Linked DNA regions of Mus musculus: region 1 is linked to region 2. A link is a contact called in public HiChIP or PLAC-seq data. All regions are on one chromosome and are shown on one strand. The core of a region is the stretch at or near the end of the contact, and the rest is flanking DNA. Distances in the headings are between cores, read along the strand shown.

Region 1 (7,387 bases), core at 4,035-6,534, 280 kb after region 2:
TTTTTAGTTCTTCAGTGCTGTAGTGTGTACCATATAATTGAAGGCATAATTATACTGTCTTCTCCTCTCATGTTCAGGCTGCCTCCCCAACTACACGGTAAGGAATGGCAGGGAAGAGAAGATGCTCCCTGTGTAGTACCTGGCAAAGTACTGGAGCTGAAGGAGGTAGTAACAAAGACACCCACGGCTGGCCACACCGGTCCCTCCAATGCAGTGGAAATGAATTCTGATTAGCCTTCAAAGGGCCAAGTTTCTGATTTCTTGGCTACAAGCCAAAATATTAACAGAATATATACCTACCCCTGGTCTGAATATTAGTTGATGAAATCTTCATATATACAAATAAGTCAAGTAGAGGATGAAAGCGCCATTAACCTCCACACCACATGTAAGGCATGTGTTCACGCACTGCCTGCCTGCCTGCCCTGCCTGCCTGCCTGCCCTGCCATCCACAACAAGCACTGGTCCCACAGACTTACAAGGGCCAAGCTGCCCCGGTAAGAAAAGTGGGGCTAGCTGGGCGTGATGGCCACGCCTTTAATCCCAGCACTCGGGAGGCAGAGGCAGGCGGATTTCTGCGTTCAAGGCCAGCCTGGTCTACAGAGTGAGTTCCAGGACAGCCAGGGCTATTCAGAGAAACCCTGTCTCAAAAAAAGAAAGAGAGAGGGGGGGGGGGGAGGAGGAGAGGAGAGGAGAGGAGAGGAGGGGAGGGGAGGGGAGGGGGGAAGAGAAGAGAAGAGAAGAGAAGAGAAAAGAAGAGAAAAGAAGAGAAAAGAAGAGAAAAGAAAAGAAAAGAGAAAAAGAAGAAAAGAAAAGAAAAGTGGGGCTAGTTAGAATGGCTGGCACAGCTCACCTCATCATAACCAAAGGGAAGGAAAGCATGGGCCCCTGCTAAGGTAGGGCTGCCGGTCTTGCCACTCACTTCTTGGGGGGCGGGAGTAAGGATGTTTCTGTGATCCTACAGATTCAAACAGCAAGCCCTGTGACTGGGGGTGAAGTTCAGGTTGCACTTCCCCTCCTGAGACCAGAGTTCTCAGAAACTAAAGAAATGAAGATGGATCAGAAAGAAAGAGAAGAGGAGGAAAGCCAGGGAAACTCCTTATTCTCCAGATAAATGATCAGTAGGAGGCTTAACCTGGGCCTCTCCTTAAAGGTTGGGCTCAGTGTCCAACCTTCCAGATCTGGACCTGTCACTCATGAGATACTAAGCCCAGCTCCCTGCAGATGATGAGCTGCCTCCAACACTGCCAACAGCCCTGACCACCACCACAGACTGTGGGACAACCAACAGCTCTAGACTACAGAGAATTCAATGTGTGAGCCCCCAATATGGTGCTTACCCTCTCAAGTAGATCACCTCAGGTTACAGGGGAAAGAGAAAAACATCTAACAAATCTCTACATTATGATGAAGAGCCTGGAGAAGGGAAGGTTCAAGAGCAAAGACAGAAAGAAGAGAAATAGGGGAAAAAAGGGGGGGATGAGCAAAGGAGAAAGGGGGTGAAAAGAGAGGACAGAGAGGAAAGAGAAAAGGCGTAGGGGTGGGGTGGGGGGTGCGCTATGCTCCAGAAAGAGTGGGGACAGGTATACATCACACAGGCCCTCTGGGGTCAACACCAATCCGCACCACTCAGATGGCTTAGGGATAATTGTGTTCACCTGAGAAAATAATACACTTTCTCCATGGAAGAAAATGACAGTGCTGGTATCATGCGGCAGGCTCTGTGGCTGCGATGTGTGTACTGGGTGTCACAGGAAATGTGGATGAACAGGTCTTGGGCAGGAGACATGAACCGCACAGCTCCTATCATTCACCCATACAAAGAAAAAGCCTTCCTGCATCCTTCCAAAATTCCCCATGATAGAGCGAGAAGACGGAATCACACCACTAAAACGCCCAGGTTTCACCTTGCTCTTTTAATACAGTCCTTGGTATATGCATTTCTGGTCAGAGAGCAAAGTTCTGATGGGTTTAATGGTGCACTCAATGCAGTGCTTGGCGCATTCCATCAATTTTTTTTTTAAAAATTGCATCTCTTATTTCTTTAAATACATTAATCAGCCTAGTGTAGGCAAAACGGATCCATCGGACAATGCAATAAACATGAATTATCATCTATCCAACACGCATAATGGCTTAAAAATACATAATAGCAGGTGTAGTTTAAATGATTAGTTATTACACCTGTGGTGGGTCTGATTCAATTGGGAAAAATCATCTTTAATAGGTTAAAAGGTTTAGATCACCATGCTTTCCTTAAAGTGGCTGCAGAGAGGGATGATGGAGTGCTCTGCCATTAGTAATTCATTTAAGGAAAACGTGGGGGATATAGCAAAGAACAGCATAAACGAGCGAATCCAATTTAAACATCAGGTAAAGTAGAAAACACCTTTTAAAAAAGCAAGATAAATGAATTTGGAAGGGAGATGAAATTGACGTATTTATTTTAACGGGAATTTGACAAAGTCCCGGCACACTTCAAACTTGCAAAAATATGAACAATTTCTTTTAAAGTTTCCACTCACTAATTTCAAGTCATATAAAATAATACTGCCAAACACCTACATAAAGTGTTTTTGAGGCTTGTTTATGTTCCCCTTGATCTTTGTCTGAAAATGCAGGCGACAGGCAAATCACATATTTAACAGCATCGATATCACTACACCAGATGCAAAAATATAAAGCACCCAAACTAATAGCCTCAACGTAATGTGCTGAATAAGATACCCAGCTACACAGCTATGTGTAAGTGTGAGCACACAAACCTCTCTCCTCCTTTCTCTAATTATTTCTCCAACCACTCTTCACTCCCCCCCCACACACACACACAAAACACTAGCACACTGACAGGGTGGGGGCGGGGAGGGTGGTAAAGAACTTTGTCTGATCTAGAATTTTATAGCCCTGTGATTCATGTGTTGATGGTAAAAGATATCCCAAAACTCCTTACCCATAATGCAAAGGTCTTCCCCACTACACTAACTGTCCAGGTGCTCAGTCTGGGTCTCCTGTCGGGCACTTTTCATTAACTTCATGGACAGTTCAACTGACTTCCCTCTCAAAGGTCCAACACACACAGCGTGCTTTGGTTGGACTCAATGAGTTTGTGGCCTATCCTGGGTTATCATTTGATTTTCTAATTAGAGGATGAATGTGACTATTCATGGGTTATATTTGTGCCCAACTAAATTACATAAATTCAGGCCAAATCTTCGTCTCAATGTCAAAGATGTAAAACGGAGCTGGGAACTTTACTGCACATGCTGTGGGAGTGCGGGAGCCACGGAGAAGCCAGGCACAACACTCCTGATGCCATTGCTGGGCCGCTTGCTGTGGAGTCCAGTCCCCAACTCTTAGACTGACTGAGTTCTTAATGAGTGCACCTCAAATTAGCAGTAGCTAGTTTGATTTTTAAAATTCAAGATGAACTCTGAAAACAATCAGAAGCAAAGTTTCTCATTTCCCCCATTGTCCCAAAAGGCAAAACAAAGGAACTCTGCCACCCACCAACTCCAGGGTTTTAGGAAAGTTTGTCATTTTACTGCTTATCCTTTAAAGTGACAAGGACAGACAGACAGACAGACTCTCCTCTCTGCAGTCTTTGGTTAGGGTGGAGCCTGTGACAATCACTGAGAGAGGAAGTGGGGGAGGTTTCAGGCTGTAAAGCACCTCTGGATTAAAGGTGACTGGCCCCCTGAGCAGGATCTGTCTGTGAGACCAGGATCTGTGACCACGCCATGCGCTCTGGTGCTGCTGCTATGTGATACTGATACTCTGAGCAGGGTGCAGGGTAAGTAAAGCCTGGGGGAGGAGCCAGGATCCAGATAACCTTCACTGAGGAGACACTTCCTACGTGTCTGCCATTCTCCCACTAAAGACCCATCCGCTGTAATCTTCAGAACACAGGTTATTTTCTTCGTGAGGGGGACAGGAGACAGAGCCTGCCTAACAACAAACTCAGGGACTGAGGGAGTCTCAGGCACTCTGCACCTGACATGTAAGCCCTGATGCACTCTCTCTGGTGACACTTATTTGGAATGCCACCAACTCCAGCACCTCTGTGTACTACGCACACATCTATCTCCTAAAATGTGAGCATTCATTAGCCAGCTTAAAATATTAAAAAATATTCAAAAATTAATGACCTTAGCAACCCTTAAGCCACGTCCTTTTTAACCCAGAGAGATGGCACCTAGAGGGCAGGGGGAAATGACCAGCACACAGGCCTGAAACTCCACTCCAGTGCCCCATTGCTCCCACACTGCTCACAAGATTAAATTGCCTGTGAAAGGCTCCTCGATCCAGCTCTAAGGCAGACACCCAGGATCATGGTAACAGGCGCTAGAGCAGAGCCAGCTCCAGTTTTAACAAGGGCTGACTTTAAAAGCCGGGCAGTGCTGAGGAGAGAGCCTTCGTGAAGCAGAAATGTTGCGTTTTAGTAAGAAATCAGTACTCTGTCAGGAGTTCCTTGACAAATACGGTCATCCGTGGCACAAGGAAATAGTTGCAAAGCAGCTGTTAATCAGAGAAACACATCGGAGAACGCTGATGCTAGCACTCGTGAAAAAATGCAACGGGCTAATTATGAAGCCATATATCTCACTAAAGAGGCTGTGTGCCTTGAGATTCTAGGCAACGCACACTCAGATCCAGGGTCCTAGGACAACATAATTCTGGTTTTCTGCATCTCTGATCTATAGTTCACAGTGTTTGGCTCTCTATTCTTTCTCAATTCTTCACTCTTTCAGTTAGGACACAGGCTAGGAAGGGAAGGAAGCAGGGGCAAACGCAAGTCACATTCCAAGACACTGTAGGAACACATCTAAAAGATGACACACCTCAAGTCAAAGCAGAAGCAAAGTCTGTGAGCCTGCAAAAGAAAGGGAATGTGGGAACAGACAGCAGGTGCACCAACAGAGCCAACGTGTGGGAACTTCAATTTCCACGAGGAACCACAGCAATAAACAGAAAAATAGAAACAATGTATCGGGAAGTTAAAAGGAAAAAAGGGATCTTCCAGAGAGCTGCTTCCCCGGGTGTGAAATTCAATGCAGAAAAGCCAAGGGTCTCACAGCCAGGTACAGGAGGGAAAGTTAATATGCAGAGGAAGGCTCGGTCAGCCAAAATTCAATACGATTTGCTGCAAGGACGAGGAGGAACAGGCTCCCCGAAACCAGACGAGGGAGGGGGAGGGGCGCCACCGCACTCTCAGAGCAAAACCACTGGAATGGCAAGAGGGGAATAACCTTGAGGTGGACATGCAGTCAGGAAGCCAAGCACAGAGCCAAAGTGCCCCCTAGCAGGAGCCAGTGGCGACGCAGGCCAGAGGTGGCCGCTCACACAGCTAACAGAGGTGGCTAACTCACACAGCCCAAATTAAGTGTTTTCACTCTGGGAAAATGAAATGTTTTGCAAGATGAAACAGAATGAAAATTGAGGTTTTAGGTAATTACTAGTTGGCATTTACATATCACGGGCTGGTTCAACACCTATTCATTTTCCTCTTTTATTTAAAAAATTGCTCATTAAAAATGAACAGATGACAGTGACAGGGTTTTAGGACTTTTTTTTTTAATTCTTTCTCCTTCTCTAAGGGGTACAAAATCGAGAGGTACATTTTAGCCCATTTATCTACAAATTAGCACACAAGCGTGCACATGCAAGCATGGGTGCACACATTTATATTTAATTTATATTAAACGTGTAAAAAGGAAATAAAAGAAAGGAAAGTCTATCCACAAAACCCTGAAGTTCACGAACTAAAGACAGTTAACTGAACTTAGGAAGGGATGGATATCATCAAGTGCCCTGGTGCTCAAAGAGTCAAAGGAAGGGCTCTCCCTTTCAGCTGGGATCTCCTGGTTGTGGTCACTGTGCCCTTCCTATTGCTGAGATGGGTTCCAGCCCTGTAGTGATTATGTATGCATGTGAGCCCTAATTTCCTTTGTTTTCTTTTCCTTGCTCCTTTTGTTTTTCACATTAAAGAATAAAACACCTCTGTAGAAGCACAGAGGAAAGCTGGGCGTGGTGGCACATGCCTTTAATCCCAGCACTTGGGAGGCAGACAGATTTCTGAGTTCGAGGCCAGCCTGGTCTACAGAGTGAGTTCCAGGACAGCCAGGGCTACACAGAGACACATTGTCTCGAAAAACAAAAACAAAAAAACAACAAAAAAAAAACAAAAAAACAAAAAACAAAAAAAAAGAAGCAGCAGCAGCAGCAACAGCAGCAGAGAGGAGTTGACGTGATTCAACATAATATATTTTAGGGGCTATTGTGTAAATCTGTATTTAGGGGAGTCTAAAGCATGCATTATTGACCCCAGCCTCTCTTAAAACATTGATAAATGAAGTAAAAGCCTCTATGAAAAGTGGCAACTTTGCATGTGCAAAAACTACCTTTCAAAGTGAAATCTCTCTGTCATTCACATTTTCCCCCCCCTTGGCCCTAGTTAAAAATACTGCGAGAGTGACTCCCCGTCACATGCCAGTGTTTTGTTGTTTTATGGGAATAGTTCTTCCAGAGAGGAATGTGGCGGTAAACTATCTTAAACCACCCACACTACTTAGTACCAAGTGACAGTGGTCTCAGGGACCAGGTGACTTGGGAGAGATTTTCCTGCTCAGCAGAGGACTCTGGGCCAACTTACTGCACAGAGGCAGCTGGAGCCTGGGGCAGGCGAGCCGCGGGGCAGGGCTGCAGATGCTGCACACCACTGAGTGCCCTCACTGCAGAAGGAGCGGAACACGCCAGCCGGCTATAGAGGAAATGAAAACCCCGGCCTCTGGGCTGAGAAGATCAAAGTTCCTTTTTAGGAAAGGTTGAGAAGGAAAAGGATTTTCTCCTTTAGGCAGAAAGAAAAGCAAATTTAAATGCCTTGTCCCCACACATCCCCACCTGAATTTCCACAGCAACCCCTCTAATTTCTGATGCAGCCAACAAAGCAGTTACCCAAAGAGGGGAGAAAAAAAGGATGACATTTGCCTTTTCCTTGGCTTTGAAATCCGACTGGCAGCGGATTGTTTGAAGTCCTGTTTAGAGAGGAAACTGTAATAGCCTCCATACTGAAAAGAGGAGGGAAATGCCATTATACACGGATCACGGTAGCAGTGACCTCAGCAGAGAAGGCAAACGAGCTGGCTCTGAGCCGGAGGTCGGTGAGCTAGCATGCCAGGAACAGAAATAAAAGGTTTACGCGCCAGAACTGAGTGGTAGCAAGAGTCGGAGACTTGATCCCGGGAAGCACCAACAAGAGCAAGGCACTCAAAGCCCAGAGCAGCATCTCTCCATAGCTCCTTGCTGCTCTTGTCCGCAGCCCCTCTAACTCCCTGCACTGCTAAAGAGGAAGCAGAAAACACCCAGGCTTTGTGTTGTAAAATTAATGAAG
Region 2 (6,756 bases), core at 1,286-3,785:
TTTGCCTCCCCAGCCGTTTCCCATGACTCTTCCTGCAGATGACATGTTCCCGTGAGGGTCACCAAACACTATTAATTGTATTTGCCCACACGACAACGACGAGAACGACGACCTTGGGCCCCTCTCCCATGCCAGGTGGAGAGGCCTTTAGGACAGTCTTGCCAAGTCTTCCTACCAACTCCATGAAGTCAGGCCTTTGGTCATTACTCTTCCTATTTATAGATGACTGAACTCAGGCATGGGCAATAATTCAAATGCCTGGGGTGGTGCTCTAGGAAGAGACAAAGCCTGCGCTTGAACCCAGATATCGTGCAGGACCCACAGGTCCCAGGCTACGTGATATCTCATCGCCCCCAATATGCAGTTACAGCAGTGGCGTGGAAGTGAACAGCCACCCTTTCCAGCAAGCCTCACGTTCTTTTCCTCTAAACAAGATACCATGGGCTCCCTCACACACTCCTGAGAACTGCTTTCCATCGGCAGGGGGTGGAGTGGGGTGTGTTGCGGGGTGTGCTGGACATTAGGAAGTTCCCACACAGACTTCCAACATAATCTCTGTGACTGTGTTCTTAGGCCTTGGTCTGGGAGTGTGGACACAAGGACTTCATCACCACCTCTGTCCTTGACAGGGCAGTGATTGGCTCTCTACGCTCATTTGGGCCCCATTCCCACTGCATGGCTGCAAACACTCGGGTCAGGGATGATATAACCTTCTCCGGGCCTCAGTTTCCTCTCTGTAACACAAGCGGCTAGGACTCTCTCCCATCCATTCTCAGGTCTCCCATTTCCAACCCCACAGATCCCTGGTGCTTTGAGGTCAAGGTCAGAGTTAGTAGGACTCAGCTGGGCAGAGCATAGCTGGTGAGGGGACATGTTCCTTCTCCAGTGTCTCTGCCCTACTTTCTGATGAAGGATAAACTACTGTCAGGGTGAAGGAAATAGACACCCAACAGCCCCCTAGAAGGCACCCAGAAGGTTCCCAGGACAGGAGGGCAGAACTGTCACAAGGCAGAACTTCTCACTGTAAAGTGGTATTCCCAGAGGCTACTGGAAACCCACTCGAATGACATGTGGGCAGTGTGAACACCCTATGCTGAGTGTACCACCTCATTCTAGTCCCAACAGCAGCACCCACAAGGCAGGACTCTTTACCACCTACCTGTTGGCCCCTCTGCCTGGCATGCTTGGTCTCTTCTGAGACTGCCCACTTTTCTCAAGCTGTAGCCCCCTTTGACTACAGCGGCGGGGGGGGGGGGCGTGGGAGGGGACAAACAGAGAGTTCTCGGGAGTAGTTGGAACCCGGATGGCTATAGAGTCCAGCCTTTGTATGATCCCCCAGCTGAGAAGCACACAGGCATCTCCCCCTGGCAACCTCAGTCCCAGCTAGGTTCTGTGTCCCTCTCTAGGAGGTGGTAGGCAGTCAGTATGCCCACCTACTCTGGGACCAGAGGCAGGGAGGGGAGGGGCCGCGGGCCTGGGAGAAGCCTGGCTGTTCCCCTCTGCCCCTCTAGAGATCCTGCTCCCTACCCTAGACTGGAAACCTGACACCCGGAGGCCCATCTGCTCACTGCCCTCGGTTCACAGCCCCTGGAGGCCTCTGTGCCAGAGGCAGCCTAGCCGTGATTGTTCCCTGCTGAATGGGCAGGCCTGGTGCCCACACCAGGTGCACCATTGTGATGGTCTTGACACCTGCCTGGCGGGTCGCAGGGCCCACAAGCATGGCGATCCTAGCCTGGCTGAGCAGAACTGCCTACCAGCCTCCTGGAGTTGGGCTAAGGAGTTCCAGGTCCCTCGTGCTCTCACGGTGTGTGTGTGTGGGGGGGGGGGGTTAAGTACCCCAATCACAGTTTGTATCTCCGTTTGCCAGAATGAAGGGGGACGCTTTGTCCCCTCTTCCACTTACGATTTCAGCCCCGATAGAGGGAGGGGGTGCACCCTCAATTTCTTGACTGTAAAATGGGAATAAGAGAAGAAGCCACCAAAATGAGCAGCTGGAAGATCAAAAGCCACACTGAGCGATGGGGAAAAGCAGTTACTACAATTCAGACTTGCAGTATGCAGGCAGGGACCTCGGGGAGCTGGGCTCAGCCCCACAGGCCCGCCCAGAGCCCTGGCTGCCCCCCTGCCTGCCTCCCCTTGCCCGGCCTCCCGCCCCGCTCTATGAAAATTTAATGCCGGGTAATGACAGTCTGGGCTAATGAAAGAGGCTTCTCTTCTGGCAAAAAGAGAAAAACAAACAAAAATCAACAACCTGCAAGGGGGCATTAACTTTTCATGAGCTCTCTCCCCAGTGACACCCCGCCCCGGCTCACCCCGGGCAGCGCCAAGCCCCCTCCTTCCCTATTTCTCTCAGGAGCCAGGCTGGGCTGAAAGAGTGAGGACGCAGCTGGAGGGGTCCTGATTCTTTGAGAGTGTCTTCTTGGGGTTTCTTTGTGGGACACCTGCCAGTCTTAGGGAAGAGGGAGCTCTAAGGGTTTGGGGGAGCTTCCGTGGAGGGCTCTGGGGGTGGAGTACCAGCGCCGGGCAGCAGGTGGGAGTGGATGCAGTCCAGAGCTAGTGAGAGAGGAAAGGATGAGTTCAGGGGTCCGGTTCCGGTCTCAACAACCTGCAATAAGCCTCGCCCCCCAGTCCTAGCTCCCCTGTGCCTGACTGCAAATGGCTAGAGAAAAGGGCACGAAGCGCCGCTCTTTCTCTCTCTTTGTGGTGTCCTGGAGAGCCATTGGCTGCTGCCTGTGATATCCTGAGAGATGCGACAATTAATTTTCTTTTAATCAAGGTCGGATGAAGTAAATCGGCGCGGCTGTGCAGCCCTTCATTTTCTGTTTTTGCAGTGGTGCAAAACAAATATGATCAAATTATACTCCTTCTCACCTTATTGAATTAGGAAGCATGACTGATCAGAGGGAGTGGAGATGCACGATACTAGGTGGAGCGCCCCCTCTTTCCCTGACCCAGCTTCCATCTCTCGGGGGTCACTGGGACTTAGGGACCCCTGGAGGATAACAGAAGACAGTACTCAGCATAGTGGGTGCTCAGCAAAGGCATGTGAAAGAATGAATGAATGAGTTGAATGAATGAATGATGCAGTGATAACCTTGGGTCCTTTATGGCTTTTAAATTTTTAGTGTGTGTGTGTGTGTTCAAGTATGTGCATGCTGTGACATCTTTTTAGGTCACAGAACAACTTTTGGGAGTCCTCTCACCCATATGAGTTCTGGGAACTGAACTAAGTGGTTAGGCAGAACGTCTCTGCCAGCTTTCCACCTTTGCTTTGCTTTTTTTTTTTTTTTTTAAGACAGGGTTTCTATTTGTAGCCCTGGCTGTCCTGGAACTCACTCTGTAGACCAGGCTGGCCTCGAACTCAGAAATCCACCTGCCTCTGGCTCCTGAGTACTGGTATTAAAGGTGTGTGCCACCACTGCCCAGTCCACCTTTGCTTTTGAGGCAGGCAGGGTCTCTCTGCTGCACTGGCGTTTGCTTTATCACTGTTGCTGTGATAAAGAGCTCTGGAGAGGGCTTGCTTCAGCTTGTACTTCCAGGTCACAGTCCATCACCGAGAGAAGTCAGCGAGCTCACGCAGGAACTGAAGCAGAGTCCAGGAAGTGCTGTGTCCTGGCCGGTTATCTGGCTTGTACCCAGTTAGCTTTCTTACACAACCCAGACCCACCTGCCTGGGGATGGTGCCACCCACAGTGGGCTTGGCCCTTCCCCATCAGTCATAAGTCAAGATACTCTTTCACAGCAGTGGCCACAGGCCCATCTGATCTGGGAAGTTCCTCAATTGAGCTTCCCTCTTCCAAGGTGACTCTATGGTTACATAAAAACTAACCAGCGCAGCTGGGTGCCCCAGGCTCACTGGCCTGCTAGCTTTTGGGGGAATTCGTCAACCCCTGTCTCTAGCCTCACTGAAGGATTGCTGGAGTTACAGACATGCACCATAGTGTCCAGATTCTGCAAAAATCTCAGGGATTCGAACTCAGGTTGTTAGGTTTGTGCAGCAGACACCTTTTAGCCATTTATCTCTCCCCGTTGAGACAGAGCTGTATATGGGCCAGGCTGGCCTCAAACATGTGGCTGTGGATGATCTCAGACTCCTGGTCCTCCTGCTTCTGTCTTCCCAGGGCTGGGATTACAGGGGGAGCTGCCATGCCCAGTTCGTGTGGGGCATATTAGGCAAGCCCTCTACCAGATGACAGCCATCACTGAGAAAACGTTTGGGAGAATCTGAAAGGGTAAATTGGCGTTGGCTCAGGGACCTCAGGGAGAGAGCTGCCAAGGTCCTCTAAGATTAGAGTTTGCCTAGAAGGAGAGTCACCTGGGCCCAGGTCTCGGCTCCATCCTAAGACATATTAGTTTTTTTTGTCACCGACCTTAAACTGAGGATGAACATGTCAATCAAGCCGGGGCTAGATGAGGTAACAGTCTATGGGAGATGACCTCACACAGTGGGCGTGCAGCGCCCGTCACCTGGCATCATCACCTTTTATTAACATGTGTTTATTTCTGATACAAAAAGCAGTTGGGCTGGGTTGGGAAAGGCCCTGAGTACCGTGCCCAGAAAGAGATGGCTTTCCCACCCTGTGGTGGGCCTGACCCATGGTACTCAGAGCAGAGCAGGCAATGTAGGTGTCTACATATGAATTCATCTTGCAGATGCCAGGAGATGGGGAAGGCCCTCCTGAGCGTCCTCTTCTAGAGTGAAGTCCTTCTAACCCAGGGCTTAGATGGGCTATTCCCCTTCTATGTGGGTCTCTGCCTACCTTGAGGTTGCTGGGGGCCTTCTGATGTGTGGTGCTAAGGGTTTGTGGAAATGTCCTGCCTCTGTGCTGTGGTCACAATTCTGCGGTGGAGGAGGGGTCACTGATAACACACACGGTCATTGTTCTTTGGAAGATTTCAGCCTGGCTCATCACACACGGTGATAAATCCCAGGGAGAAGCAAGCAAGGTGATACCTACACATGAGCACATACACACTCATAGAGAAAGAAGGCACAGGAGGGTTGGGGGAAGGGAAGGGAAGAGGAAAGGGGAGGGAGAAGAAGCCTCCAGAAGCAAAGCTGCTAACCCAGGGCTTGGATGGAGATGAGCGGCTTAGACAGCATACTGAGCCAGCATGGGGGGGGGTGGGGGGGCTTGGGAGAGGCAGAGAGTTTCTGATTTTCGGGGGAGTCACAGTGAAGGCGAAGAGAAAGGGAATTTATCTGGAAGGTTCAGGGCTGAGGTGAATCCCTGGGGCATACGGACAGATGGATCCGTTTGTCATCCGTTTGTCATTCCAGAGAGTGAGGCCTATAAGAATCAACCTCAACCTCTGAGACCCAAAAATCTCTGGAAAGCCTCTCTGAGTACACCAGGGTCCACCTAGGCCCATAGAAGTCTCTGGAGGGGATAATAAGGTCCGAGGCTCATGCTGTAGGCTAGGAGTAGACTGGGCACCTGTGGCGAGAGGCAGGTGCTGGGTTTCCCAGTTTTATTATGTTGGGATCTTGTGACCTTCAACTTCTCTAAGGCCTTGCTAGGTCTCCATCCCTCTGGGCCTCTCCTACCTCAGGGGAGTCAGCTGACTGGCTCTGGGTCCTCATCCCAGACTGGGGTGTGAAGACAGCCCTGGGGTAGATGGGTGACCCCGGGCATCGTTCCATAACCTCCCTGGCATGTGCTGGCCATGCCCGTGGGCCTGTGCCATACACGGCCTGTGGGACCAGTCTCTGGGTGGAGGACTTTTCTTCGCAGCTGAGTCATTGCTCCCAGGGTGCAGCAGTGACCCAGATGGGGCAAGATCATGACATATATTTATCTCTGCCATCTTCCCAGTACCTTCCCCTTCCCTTCCTCTTCCTGCCCCATCCCCCTCTCCCTCCTCCTTGGGTGTGACACCTGACCTTCCTACTCAGCCCCAGATCTCTCCTGTGCTAAACAAGGTCCTCTGCCTAGGCTTTCTGTCTTCTTCTCTGCTCATTGACAAGAGTCATAGCTGCCACTAATTGAAGGCTGACCAATTACCAGCCACTTTGCACATATTACATTTAATCCATTTGCCAGGCTGACTGTTACTATTATTATCCCCATTTTACAGATGCCAAAAAGAAGGCTCAGAGTTGAGTGGCTTGCCCAAGGTTAGGACTAGGAGTGGGTAAACTGGGTGGGACAGATGCCAATGGTTGTTACCCTCCTATGATGCTTTGTTCCCTCCCATCCTAACTTCCTAGGGGTCCTTCCTCATGGCTCTCAGAGCTCCTTGCCCCAAGGACCTCTGCCTGCTTCCCATTAACACTCACTTGTCCCAGATCCCAACTCATGCCATCCATTCAACCAACTAGTTCAAGTTCCCAGGACCTTGTGAAATTGGGCAGAGGACTGGTCCAGAGTCCAGGCCAGAGGAGGAGAGAAAATCCCCCAGTGTGAACCCCTCAGCCTGCTCCAGAATAGAATAGGGACAGGGCTGGAGCTGTGCCCACTACCAGCTGCTACCCTCCCCAGACAGGGCTGGGGACTCCTGCATGGAAGTAATGCACAGGGAAGGGGGAGGGGGAGAGGGGAAGGGAAGGGAAGGGGGGGTGCCGGGGCACCCAGCTGGTGAGCAGTGATCCTTCCTTATCCTGCATCAGCCCATCCTCCTGCCTCCTCAGGCTGGAGTTTCATGGCACGGCTCACTTTCACTTTGGTCTTTGATCACTTCAGGGTTGAACAGTTAGGCAAGGGAGTCCTGGGGTTGGGAGGGGCTAGGAAGACTGGATCCTGAGGTGAGACCCCC

The links. HiChIP or PLAC-seq counts read pairs in DNA pulled down with a chosen protein or histone mark.
Region 1: an H3K4me3 HiChIP or PLAC-seq map of craniofacial prominence shows a contact between it and region 2, with 4 times the contacts expected there. The contact joins two enhancer-like sites. A contact is called at or near these places in 2 of 484 Hi-C or Micro-C datasets (CD4 T cells and the N1E-115 cell line), 15 of 115 datasets of contacts at active chromatin or transcription factors (the NIH/3T3 cell line, cardiomyocytes, craniofacial prominence and 11 more) and 1 of 9 other capture datasets (embryonic stem cells).

What each region holds. Positions count from the first base shown.
Region 1 is chr4:149,042,312-149,049,698 of GRCm38.p6, forward strand. The region is part of intron 2 of Pex14 (peroxisomal biogenesis factor 14); the gene reads right to left. Among named protein-coding and RNA genes, the nearest start is that of Gm42351, 35 kb to the left of the region's middle. Within about 2 kb of position 5,285, at least 78 of the 459 cell types and tissues checked have an H3K27ac peak or open chromatin away from gene starts, as enhancers often do. A contact at or near this core is called in the N1E-115 cell line and craniofacial prominence, where this site is marked.
Region 2 is chr4:148,769,191-148,775,946 of GRCm38.p6, forward strand. No RefSeq gene overlaps it. Among named protein-coding and RNA genes, the nearest start is that of Gm42350, 12 kb to the right of the region's middle. Within about 2 kb of position 2,536, at least 46 of the 459 cell types and tissues checked have an H3K27ac peak or open chromatin away from gene starts, as enhancers often do. A contact at or near this core is called in the N1E-115 cell line and craniofacial prominence, where this site is marked.